Regions from separate parts of the Anas platyrhynchos genome. Here region 2 is linked to region 1. A link is a contact called in public Hi-C data. All regions are on one chromosome and are shown on one strand. The core of a region is the stretch at or near the end of the contact, and the rest is flanking DNA. Distances in the headings are between cores, read along the strand shown. Region 1 holds the start of GP9 (glycoprotein IX platelet). Region 2 overlaps IQSEC1 (IQ motif and Sec7 domain ArfGEF 1).

Region 1 (2,700 bases), core at 13-2,512:
CATCTGACAGGCAGATGGACTGCTCATTTAACGAGAGAAAAATTACTTTCCTCATCTTATAGGGGAAAAAAAATGAAATTCAAAAGGGGTTTTAAGTATTTTTGCCTTCACAGCAGTGTTTAAAATAACTTTTAAAGTGCTAAAGAGCAGAGATACACAGCAAATCATTTTCTTAAGGATGCTCCTAACAAACTTCAGGCTACTGGTAAATGATTTGGACTTAAGGAAGAAAAACATTTTAAATATAAATAAGAATTAAACAATAGTAATTACTATCCAAATAATCTTAAATGTCAAACATTAGTCTGCCTTCAAGAACAGCGTGTTATAAGGAAACAGCAGTTCAGAAGCAGGGTTGTACAGTGCATCTGCAACATATGAAACTCACCTCAAAATGCAGAGCACAGCTCAAGGCCTGTCTCCAAAACAACATATTAAACAAGAGCTGTCCTGAATTAAACATCAGATCCACGGCACACTGGGTTTCCGAAAGTCAACTGCAATATTAATTCTAGTGTTCATGCTTGTAGCTAAAGCTAAGGAAAACTGTATTTCAATTCTCTACCAAATTTTCACGTATGAAATAATAGAGGTCAAAACTAAATTATAGTTTTGTATCATCCTGAATTACTGGCTTTCACCCAAACGTACGCTGAGTGCCTTACGTTCTGAGATGTCATGCTGCTGATATTCTCCAGCAACATGAGAGCTAAGAAATTTGCAAGGTCTTAGGCCTTTCTTGAGCTAGACACATCTCTCCTAACTGGGGAGAAAGGGCATACAGGGAGCCAAGGAGTTCCCCATCCTCTAGGCTGTGCTCTGCTAACCATGACGGCAAGTCTTCCCCGTGCACCTTCCCTGACTATTGGGGAATTCATTTCTACACCAAAATACGAATTGACCCATTGATCCATGCACATAGATCCTTCATCAGACACAAGTAGCTGTGACTAAAACACAACCAAGAACTCTATTTTATGGGCTATTTTTAGCTCCCTGGTATCTTTGTTAGGCTTGTGTGTTCCCAAAGTTGAATCTGAAGCTAACTCTTAAATTTGTATGGAGATTACTACAGCTGAGGAAGAAATTTGTCAGATTTCAGGTGAGTTATTTTAGGCTTTTAAATTGTCAGGTGTAATAGGAAAAGCATATTAGCAATAAAAACGACGGAAAAGCGTTTCCTCTTGTCTGCAGAAAATATAAAAATGCCTCAGGCGCTATATTCCCTGACACATGTCAACCACTTGACACATCTTCCACTGGGCATGGTTTCCTATTATGCATAAGAAAAAGATCGTTGTCTTTAAGCTGTTTCCTTACTGACTCCATAAAGTCAGCTCTGTTGCACCGTGTGCTCCAGCACTTCACTGCGCAGAGGGACGGGAAGCAAGAGGGGAAGAAGAGGGGTAAGTGGCAGTCAGGGGTCAGGCCTGACTCTCACCACCAATTCCTTTCTGCCTTTTGGCCACAGCTGTTAATTTTATTTGATTTGGAATTTCTTCCCTCCTGTCTGCTAAATCAGAAGTGGTATTTTTTTATATATAGATATCGCTAATTTTTCAGTCAGTCCCACAGTCTATCCTTTTAAAATGTCTCTTTAAAAAGAACAGCCCTAATAGATCTCTTGGAAACTATTATACAAGTACCTAGGTTCAGGCCAAAGATCTTCAGACCAACTACTTGCTAACAAAGACATGGGAGGTTGTTAAGATTAATATTTCAGCTACTTTGGGATGAAGTCTGTAATTTTATGTAGCATTAATCCCATTTAAAATATAGAAATTTAGTGTTTAGAATAAGAATTTAAAGATGTCCAACTTCAGGAAGCTAATTACATAATCCTTGTAATCAAATTGAAGTAAATTAATTTAAAAGAAAATCAGTCCATTTTTCCCCACACAATTTTAATCTTAATTAAATGAAACTTCCTTGAGAAAAAAGTCTCAGCTTACTTTTTTATAAGAAAACCTTTTTTTTAAAAAAAAAAAAAAAATCTAAAATCTCTGTACACTTGAAAACAATCATTTGATTTTTTTTTTTCAAAATTCCATTCTAAATAAGTAAATTAAACTCTGGATTTACCTTACCACCTTATATATGAAAAAACTGTAATTTTGTTGTTGTTAATAGGCCTGTTATATCTGCCCACTATTTCTAAGGCTTTGTCCTGTCTAATTTTAAATCATATTCAATGTTCTTCTCACATGTGCCTACAAAAAAATTATACAACTGCAACAACTGCATTCACCTTCTTCAGATAAAAGGAGGCTTCTTTACGGGTGTAGTGATATAAAAACTCAACACATTTTACAGTACCTGCTGAGTAGTACCCAGGACGATATAGCCAGACATTTTTGCCTTAATATACTTATTCAAATGAATTGAAATGTTTTTGTTTGTTTGGTTGGTTGGTTGTTTTTTTTTTTCATTATGTTATGTATTAAAATCAAAGAAAGATGGTTCCACAGTCATGACTTACTCAATCTGAGCAAGGGAGTTTGTATTTAAAATTTCAGTGCAGTCCCAAGGCCTGGTATGCATTTTTAGGTGCAGAGACATAGTAGGAAATATAGGAGGGGAATAATTTTAGAGATTTTAAACTGCAAAATGGATGACACTACAGTGAAAGCCGAGTGAGAGCCACTCCATATAACTAGGAATGACATAGCAAAAAGGGTAATTACCTTCAATCCCAAAGTA
Region 2 (2,700 bases), core at 184-2,683, 310 kb before region 1:
GTCTTTTGCTGTGCAATGTGTTACTACAAAATTCCAGTTAGAGCCTTTCTTGAAAAGGAAGTTTCCCCAAGTCACCCCATTCTTAGCCTTGCAGATTGCTCTGGGACTGCAGGCCCCAGTCTTGTCTGTAAGCATGAACTGGTTTATTCTATTTATTTTTTTTTTGCCTCTATAGAAATTGACTTTTTCCTTTTCACAGTCATCCCAAATTAATAGAGTTAGCTGAGCTTCTTAATCTATTTCCTTGTGGCTTTTATGTTGACATTGAGAAGGCTTCCCTTCCTAGATATTATTTTTCTTACAGATTTAAAATCTGTTTGCAATACCATGATTATATTTTGGTTTGGAAAATACATCATAATAATGAGTGTTTAGGTATGCTTCTGTGCTGAAGGTTCTCTAAATTATGATAGAAACATGTGATGCAAATGGGTGCATCCTGAAGGAGGAAAAATGGAAGGAAGCACACGTGTAGCTTGCACACAGCCCAGTTTAAATTCAGTTAAGTCTCTAGTATGTCAAGTAGAAAAGCTTGTTCGGAGTTCTCCTAAAGATTTTTTTTTCCCCTCTCCTGATTCATTTCTTTCTTTGGGGCAAACCTTTTGGTCTCTTAGCCATGCGTTGTCTGGAAGTGATCCAACAAAAGTATCTGTCAGTTGGTTTTCTAAAAACAATCATTGTCTGCTTAGACTTGTAATCCAGCCTTAACTGTCAGAGACCTGGGAAAGCGAGCAGCCCTCTGAGCACAGGGAACGCGAGCTTCCCAGCCAGGAGCTGTGCAAAACCCCTGGACCCAGCAGAGCTCCACTCAGGAATGTGCTACGCCATTCAAGCCCCAAGTGAGGAAAGCTTTCTATTTCTAGGAGCAGCATTAAACATGTATTTAAGTACTTTCTTCTCTAAATGGTTCATTAAAATATCCAAAGCTCAGTGTATGAGAACAGTACATTTAGATGTGAGAATGTCAATGGTTTTATTTAATATTCTTAGTCCTTCTTCTGAATACTATGTTTTCATAGGTAAATGGTACCAGTTATGTCGGTAAAACTATGAAATTGCATATACAAAAGAAAGATTTAATGGAACCATATTTTCTACTTCTGTAGGATTCTGTTCCGGTGACTAATATCAGTGGAGAGACTGATAGCTCTGTCCTACTTACCAGGCAATTATGCCAAAGCCTCTGGAGTTGGGTTGTTCTACTTTCGATCCACGGTTCAGACATGCTACCATGAGACAGGTTTCTGAGTGAAATCCAAATGGAAATGTAGTTACCAGAAGCACTGCAGGTGTCCTGCTGGCGTCTGCTGTTGGTACATTCCCATTTGCAGACAGCAGAATCTGCCTGAGCGATTCAGCAGTCACAGAGTGGTTTGGGTTGGAAGGGACCCCAAAGCCCACCCAGCCCAAACCCCTGCCATGGGCAGGGCCCCTCCCACCAGCCCAGGCTGCCCCCAGCCCCATCCAGCCTGGTCTTGGGCACTGCCAGGGATGGGGCAGCCACAGCTCCTCGGGGCAGCCTGCGACAGGGCCTCGCTGCCCTCAGAGTGAAGAATTTTTTCCTACCGCCTGATCCCAGTCTCCTCTCTCTTGGTGTAAAGCTGTTCCCCCTTGCCCTCTCAGAGCAGCAGGAGGAGGCAGTGGCTTGGAGCAGCCGGGCCCGGGCCCCTCTCTGGCAGCGCTCCGAAGCGGGTGTGGGGTCAGGGCAGGCATTCGGTCAGAGCAGCCCGCCTTCGGTTCTTGGCGGCCGCTCCGGTCCCGTGTGTTGCACTAATTAATGCAGGACACAGCTGTGTGTCTGATAAATGATGCACCATCCCGAAAAGACATTATGACAGGGTTTCGAGCTATCCATCCACCAGATTCCTTCTGATTTCTGGGAGGAAACTACTATCCTCATTAGTTTCTGATCCATGATATTCAAAGCAGAGCTTCCTGCAGCTTGCTCCTTCAGGGCCAGTTGTTTGGCTGCGTAACAAAAGCCAATGCTGGACTGCAAGTCCCTGCTCCCTTCAGCTCAGGGCACGTTTAAGGGAATGCCTTCTCCCTGATGATTTGGCAGATCTCTGGGCAAAGGCAGGCTCTGCTAATGAAAGGGAAGCTGAGATGATGTGCTGAGCAGAAGCTAGAGGTGGGAAGGTAAAACTACTGCAAATGTTACTTCATTACTGGTTTTGGTTAAGCTCTGTGTTAAGTAACTTTGCAGGGTTGTAGGTCACTGAGCTACGCAGGGGAGCAGGCTGAAGGGGAAAGAGCTGAGTGTACGGTACTGAACTGCAGCATTGCAGGGAGATGCACGACCTGGTGCAGCGTGTGGTGCTTCACACATTTAATAAGGTGGCTGTGGCTCACGGTGCAGCTAAAGCATGTTGGTGGCAAGCTAGATTTCTGGGAGTCCTGTCAGCACTCACCAGAGTGACTATTATACAGTGTTTGTGAGATGCCATCAGTTTTAATGAGGAAAAGTGAGCACAACGTGATCACATTGAAACTGGCATACAATTATCAAGTCGGCTACTGTGTGTGAGGTGCTTAATTATCTCACGGGAATTTTCCATACAAAAGTCCCCAACCCTGTGTATTACCCTCCCTGCTACACGTGTTCCCACAGATATCCATGGGGCTAAGGTGGAAAACATTACAAATTACCTAGACTGAACTGATAGAAAATAAAAACCCAGGATACAAAGGGATGATTTT

Evidence for each region. Hi-C and Micro-C count contacts between places; a contact is called where the count stands out from the background.
Region 2: a Hi-C map of skeletal muscle shows a contact between it and region 1, with 3 times the contacts expected there. The contact joins the enhancer-like site here to the promoter of GP9 in region 1. A contact is called at or near these places in 2 of 8 Hi-C or Micro-C datasets (skeletal muscle and subcutaneous adipose tissue).

The regions. Positions count from the first base shown.
Region 1 is chr13:18,369,582-18,372,281 of IASCAAS_PekinDuck_T2T, reverse strand. It overlaps GP9 (glycoprotein IX platelet), which reads left to right and starts at 1,262. Exons shown (of 2, transcript XM_072044275.1): 1 at 1,262-1,406. All of the region lies in intron 2 of CFAP92 (cilia and flagella associated protein 92 (putative)), which reads right to left.
Region 2 is chr13:18,677,479-18,680,178 of IASCAAS_PekinDuck_T2T, reverse strand. All of the region lies in intron 3 of IQSEC1 (IQ motif and Sec7 domain ArfGEF 1), which reads left to right. Among named protein-coding and RNA genes, the nearest start is that of ACAD9, 170 kb to the right of the region's middle. Within about 2 kb of position 1,433, at least 1 of the 8 cell types and tissues checked has an H3K27ac peak or open chromatin away from gene starts, as enhancers often do.